Regions from separate parts of the Pan troglodytes genome. Here region 1 is linked to region 2. A link is a contact called in public Hi-C data. All regions are on one chromosome and are shown on one strand. The core of a region is the stretch at or near the end of the contact, and the rest is flanking DNA. Distances in the headings are between cores, read along the strand shown.

What was found. A called contact is a pair of places that touch in the nucleus more often than the background predicts.
Region 1: a Hi-C map of stem cell-derived neural progenitor cells shows a contact between it and region 2, with 4 times the contacts expected there. The contact joins the promoter of GRIA2 here to the promoter of PDGFC in region 2. A contact is called at or near these places in 1 of 7 Hi-C or Micro-C datasets (stem cell-derived neural progenitor cells), 1 of 1 datasets of contacts at active chromatin or transcription factors (stem cell-derived excitatory neurons) and 1 of 1 other capture datasets (stem cell-derived neural stem cells).

What each region holds. Positions count from the first base shown.
Region 1 is chr3:159,021,942-159,025,166 of NHGRI_mPanTro3-v2.0_pri, forward strand. It overlaps GRIA2 (glutamate ionotropic receptor AMPA type subunit 2), which reads left to right and starts at 1,336. Exons shown (of 16, transcript NM_001184995.4): 1 at 1,336-1,874; 2 at 2,410-2,550. The coding sequence starts at 1,787.
Region 2 is chr3:158,771,755-158,775,206 of NHGRI_mPanTro3-v2.0_pri, forward strand. PDGFC (platelet derived growth factor C) reads right to left here and starts at 1,970. Exons shown (of 7, transcript XM_063809961.1): 1 at 1,782-1,970; 2 at 801-1,034. The coding sequence starts at 918.

The DNA.
Region 1 (3,225 bases), core at 86-2,585, 250 kb after region 2:
GAAGCAAGCATAAGATAATCCAGTCAGCAATGAAGCTGCAAGCACAAGAAGGCAGCCTGATAGACTCATGGCATTTTGGAACACTAGCAGTTCTCTTTTTAGTACTGTAAGCTCCAGTCTCCCTCTTCCTGGAAACAGTTCCTTGTTCTCAATCTTTCTTTATTTGTTTAAAGCACTAAAGACATGCAACTTGGTGGGGCTTTTCTGAGTCCGCAGAGGGAATTGTCAGAGCAGGTTTCCAGGAATGAGCTTGGAAAAAGCACCATGAAGAACATAAATTTCACACGGGAAGTCCAGTCATCCATCTCGCCATCAATTCTCTCCCTTCAAACTTTTAATATCTAACCTCATCTTTCTTTCCCAGTGGCCCGCGTGTTCAGTAGAGCGTGGTGGCTTACTTTCTTTAGGCAGTGATTTTTCGAAACCCAGGGCCAAAACGCGATGGGGAAACAGATTTCTAAGTAAGTCTCTGGGAAAGAATCTGCATCTCTGTGGCATTCCTACACTAGCTTCATCTTCTAATCACTTTCCTCTAATAGCCTTTCCTTAAACCAGAGTCTCTTGCTTTCAATCTGTATAAAGCAAGGGCTTCTAGGAAACCAAGTCTACATGACTCTACAACGGGAGGGATTGCAGTGAAAGCTGCGAGAAAGACCCGTGCGCTCTGTAACTAGGCGAGTCAGCATCACAGCCCAATGGAATATACTCTAAAGATGGGATTTTCATGCAAAATATTTAAAAGATTCCATCTTGATCTCTTGTGCGGCTTAAGCATTTAAAGATATAACTTGGGGTTCTCCCTGGATCCTGGCTACATCCCATGAAGCCCAAGTGCACAATTTTGGAATATTTCCTCCACGGTGCTTTGCTTGCTTGTTTGCATTCGGCTGGGTCAGGTGAGGAGGATGACAGGGCTTCTGTATTGCTAAATGGGTTTTCACAGGAGATGGAAGATAAAAATCAAAATTATTTGTAACGTAAGACAGCAGGGCCTGGTGAGAGGACGCTTCGCCGCCAACAATTAGCAATTCGGCTTCTACACAGCAGCCAGAGATCAGCTTTGCTGCATTTGGTCCAGGTTGGAGCATCTCCGCAGCAGCTGCAACAGCCGCACGAAGGTAGCTCCGGGCGGGGAGCGAGGCGCTGTCCTCGGTGCTGAAAGGCCGAGGCGCGCGGTGGGCGCGACAGCCCCAGAGACCCGAGGTCTCGCGGAGGGACAGCGGCTACGGGCCCCGAGCTGTGCTTTCTCAGCGCCGCGCACGCGACGCGTCCACGGCGGTGCGGGGTGCCGGGCGCCGTGCGGGGGAGGGGGCGCGCGCTCCCGCCTCCTGCCGCGAGTCGCGCACGCGCGCCCGGGACTGCCTGCCCCTCTCTGTGACTTGCCGGTGTGTGTGCGTGTGTGTATGTGTGTGTGTGTGCGCGCGCGCGTGAGTGAGAGAGGAGAGAGGGAGAAGAGAGCGCGAGAGAGGGTGAGTGTGTGTGAGTGCATGGGAGGGTGCTGAATATTCCGAGACACTGGGACCACAGCGGCAGCTCCGCTGAAAACTGCATTCAGCCAGTCCTCCGGACTTCTGGAGCGGGGACAGGGCGCAGGGCATCAGCAGCCACCAGCAGGACCTGGGAAATAGGGATTCTTCTGCCTCCACTTCAGGTTTTAGCAGCTTGGTGCTAAATTGCTGTCTCAAAATGCAGAGGATCTAATTTGCAGAGGAAAACAGCCAAAGAAGGAAGAGGAGGAAAAGGAAAAAAAAAGGGGTATATTGTGGATGCTCTACTTTTCTTGGAAATGCAAAAGATTATGCATATTTCTGTCCTCCTTTCTCCTGTTTTATGGGGACTGATTTTTGGTGTCTCTTCTAACAGCATACAGATAGGTAGGTACCCTTTGTGCTATGCTTTTGAATTGTGCATAATTTGGTGGTAATCTTTGTTCACAGTGTACAAATTAATTCATGTCATGTAGACTTATGTCATACCTTGACTGCATTCCAGATTTAAACTACCTAGAATATACATGTTTTTCTTAGGATGAAGCAAAAGGAAAAGACTATGCCTTTGATACAATAGAAGAAAAGGTCCTCTCATTTCGGATCCCCAAATTTTATTAATTCTGCCTTAGCGACATTTTCCAGTTTGCTCAGATTTTCTTTGGGTCTGAATGCAAAGCTTGTGATTACATGGAAAGGTGAAGGTTTCTGGCCACCTACCTCGCCTTCAGACTCTCATCTGGGTCTTGACCCCTTGGCTACCTTTTGGATATTCCACCCCCGCTGTCCGAGTCCGTAGGTGTGTTTATTCGGCCTATTCGCGTGAATAAGAGACTCTTGGATTGTTGGGCGCTAGCGCGCGCCCCTCCTTTCCCTCCCGGGCACTGACACTGTTCTCTTGCTTGCTGTTTGTTCTTTGCAGGGGGGCTATTTCCTAGGGGCGCCGATCAAGAATACAGTGCATTTCGAGTAGGGATGGTTCAGTTTTCCACTTCGGAGTTCAGACTGACACCCCACATCGACAATTTGGAGGTGGCAAACAGCTTCGCAGTCACTAATGCTTGTAAGTAATGAATATTCATGCCTTTCGGGTGCTGCACGCGGAAGGCCAGCGAGTGTGTGTGTGTGCGTTTCTGGGGTTGTGTGTGTGCGTGTTTCTGTGTGTCAGTGTGTGGGTGTGAATGACTGCACACGCGCGTGCGTGTGACGGTGTAGAGAGAAGGTGGCTGTAATCTCAGGGACCCCCGCTGGCTGGAGAGGGCTGAAGAGAGAGGGAAAGGACGTCAAGAGTGTGCGCATTAGGGAGCCGGGGTGAGGGTTGGAGCCAGGGAGGGCGGCTTTCTTGGGTTCAAGGGGTTTTCGCTCATCTTGAGTGCTTCAGGAGAAGCCCTCCCACCTCGCTCCCCATCGAGCGCCTGTTGGCACCCTGCCCACAGAGAACACGTTGTTCCCCAGGGCGCGCAGTCGGGCTGTTGGACAAATCCCACGAGGGACTGCCGGAGCCCAGTGGCCTCCTGCCCCAGCAGCTGCCGCTGTCGCCCGCTGTCCCCAGTTTAGATCCGCAGCACCGGCTGGGCTCACCCTGCGGCCCTCGCGAGCTCCACGTTCTCCTCTTTGGGACAAGTTGTTGAAATGGTTCCGGAGTTGGGATCGGGGCTGTTACATAACGCCCACCCGAGGGGCGAGGAGCGGGGCTGACGCAGGCTCAGGCCGGCCGGGTGGCGTGGGGGTGGGGCGG
Region 2 (3,452 bases), core at 720-3,219:
TACACACCCTGAAGCTGCCCTGGCTTTATGAAAGGAGCCTTTCTCCAGCTCTGTGCAATCCCAGCCCAAGGGAACTTGCATCTGAGAGTTTTCTAAACATTTCAGGTACACTTGAAAGCTGAAAGTAATTCTCATTTCCTATGCAGGATTAAGTCGTTTCCAGCACACACAAAATAGCAGTCATTCACCAACACATACAAAAACACACCACCAGAAAGGTAAGGACTTCAGAGTACAAAGGCAAGTTTAAAAAACAAAAAACTAGGGAGCAAGAGAAATACACTTTTTAATTCCTCTAAAAACGACCACACAGCCTCTTGACCTCTATATTTCCTATCTACTCATTGATTAATTGATGACTTCGACCTAGAATGCTTCAATTAATGCGGCTGATACATTCCCTGACCGACCCCCCTCGCCCTCCCCAAATCTGAGTAAAGTCAAACATGCCAAGGCTCATTCATTTTGGATTCGTTTTTAGAGGCAGTTCTTGAACTTCTAACTTTGGCAATGAGCGAACCTGCAATGTGCATTTGAAATGACGTTCACAATCGCTCCCAGAATGTCCTCACTCTGCAATGGCACTCACGTTGCCCTCTTGGAGCTTTGTGGCAGCTCCCGAAGTTGCAAACTACACTTAACCTTTAACAGTCCATGCCAATGAACGCAGCGCACATTTGCATGTAAAGAGAGACCAACGATACCTTCACAGTCTGGTATACATCACATACCAACGCACAATGCCAACGTTAACACACACAGCGAGAAACAAGCAGGGGGAGAATGGGGGAAAGACTCACCGTTCTGTTCCTTGTTGCTGGAAAACTGGAATTTACTACTCAGGTTGGATTCCGCCTGAGTCCCCTGTCTCTGGCCGGCCAGGGCAGATGTCAGCAGGAGAAGCCCGAAGAGGCTCATTTGGCTGACTGGGGTGAGAGCTCACTCACGGCGGGCACTTTGGAAGCAGCGACTCCCGAGTCTCTTTCACCACCGCCAGGGGAAGGCTGCACTGGGGTGGAAGCGCCGAGCCTGCTCTGGCAGCAGAGAATCGCAGGGTAGTTTCCACATAATCCCATCCAAAACTTTTTCCTAGAGCCCTCTTCTGTGTCTCCAGTTTTTGAAAAGGATCAAAGCAAAACCTGGACCTGAACCAGTTTCCCAAGGTTTAAACAAATCCTGAGCTGTGGCGAAGTGGTGGGGGTGGGGGTGAAGGCGAGGGAGGAATGAGGGGGTGGGGACGCGGGGGAGCGGCGAGAAGTCCCCAGCAAGTTGCTGGGAGCACCTGTCAGTTCGGGGGACAGGACAGAGGCGAAAACTCAAGGGTTGCCCGCAGCCAGACTGGAAGCCAAGTCGGCGGCGAGCAGTTTCTGATCAATAACAAAGCTGCCAATAGATGCGGCTCTCCGGGCGCCCCTCTCCCCCGCCCCACCCCCCACCCCCGAAGGGGGAGGGGGAAGAAACAAGGCGAGGGCGCCGCGGCGTGTCCCACGGGCCGGGGCGCCGGAGCGGGGCCGGGGGGCTCCGGGCCGACGGCGGCCCGGGCGCAGGCGGAGAGAGGCCGCGGGGCTCCCGCTCCTCAGCCCGGAGCGCAGTTGGCCCCGGGTTCGGAGCGCCGCAGCACGGATTCCGGCACCTGGCTTGAGTTTTCCGCGACCAAAGTTCACCTTGTTCGGGCTCGTCCCCCGCTCCTCAAAGCCTGGGGCAATTCGGCCGCCCGGGGTCACCGCGGGGCTCCGGTTGTTCCCCGTCCCCTCCCCCCACGCCTCGGGCTCCGCGCTAACCTCGGGGCTACGCGCGGCGTCTCCGCACGGGGTGAAGAGGGAAGGCCGGGGCGGCCGGGAGGATCCGGCTTGTCCCCTCCCCTTTTCTACCTTCCCCCCGCCGGGCGGCAGACAGGAGGTGGGGGCCGTGGGCCGAGCCCGGGCGGAGCGCGCGCCTGGCGAGCGGGGGCGGCTCAGCGGCTCTCCCGCAGGCGGCCGATGGGGCGGGCGGGGGTCAGCGCCTCTGGGAGGGGCAGCCCTGGGACGCGTCCGCGCGAGCGGGCTTGGCCGCCCACTGGCTGTCAACAGGTGCTGCGCAGACAGGGGGTGCTGCGGGACTCGCTGTGGGCAAGACCCCGGTGGCCCAGGAGAGGAACGCGGCCAAGGCGGCCCCTGCTTTCCCTTCCACGGAACACCTCTAACCCCAAATACAGAGCACGATGGGTGGTGAAGGGTGCTGCAGAAGCAAGAAGTGGGAAAGAACTTCCTGCAGCTCTCCTTCTCCCGCCCCCTGTCGCCTGACTTGTCATTAGTTTCCAGGAGGGCTCCCCACTCCCTAAGGTCTTTGCTGGGACCCTTGGCCAGAGTTTCAGAACAGAAGGAAGAAGGGAAATGAATTCAAAGGCTTTCCTCCAATTTCCAGCTCCCTAAAGCAGGACAGATAAAGCAAAAGTAAAGGCAGCCAAAATAACATTCATTTAACAAGTACTATATTTACTGAATGCCTACTATGTCGGGCACTGTTTAGAGGTTGGAGCCGCAGCAGTGAAAACAGACAAAAGTCCCTGCCCTCGTGAAGCATACGTAGTAGTTGGGCAGCATTAAGCTAATAGCAAGCTCTTCTGAGAATGATGTCTAAGGGACTCAGAATGATCCTGCAACCTTGGACTTTCCTACAATACAGCCTCTAACAAAACTAGGCTGCCCTGAACCCCTGGTGATAGAATTGTTTACATTTACACCAAAAAGGTCAAGAAAGAACTGAAATCTGTATGTGGCTTGTGTTCAGGCTGACTTGGAGAGAGAGGCCGATGCTTTAAGACCTAAAGTTCTCATGAGGTAGTCTGAAATGAAACACACATGCCAAGCAGGGCTTATGGTGGTTCCATGTCTGCTAAATATGTCTGTGACAGGATCCAACGTGCTTTCTTTGGGGAGAAGCAGAAAATCATTGTCAATGTGTTAAAGGCACAAGCAGAGAGTCAGAAAAGTTGAATTTTAAAATGAAGCTATTTTTGAGTAATAATCAAAATGGAAACAAGGAAGTGCCATGGCAGGCAAATCAGCAATATCACCCAACTTCTTGTGGAAAAAAAGTCAATGCAAACAATTCGACCATCAAGAACACTTGGGCTGGAACAGAAAACCAAAATAGCAATGTCCCTGAAACTAAGGAGTGGCATTTGGGCAAGAACATATTCTTACTGGACCAAACCAGGGGCTGATCCTTCTTCAGTGGTGAGGAAAATGCCAAGCCCTCTTCTTATACGCGAACACCAACTGGGGCCAACCAACCAGACCTTTCTGCTTGGAATATCCTAGTCTTCTTGTTTTTCCCTTTTAGAAACCTTTGAAAACTTCACCCATCTGTCTCATTCTTGAAAATTTCACCCGCCTGTCTCATTCATTCATTCTTATCCCTTTACCACTTCTATCTACAGAGTACTAAATATACACTAAAGGCAATTAAGG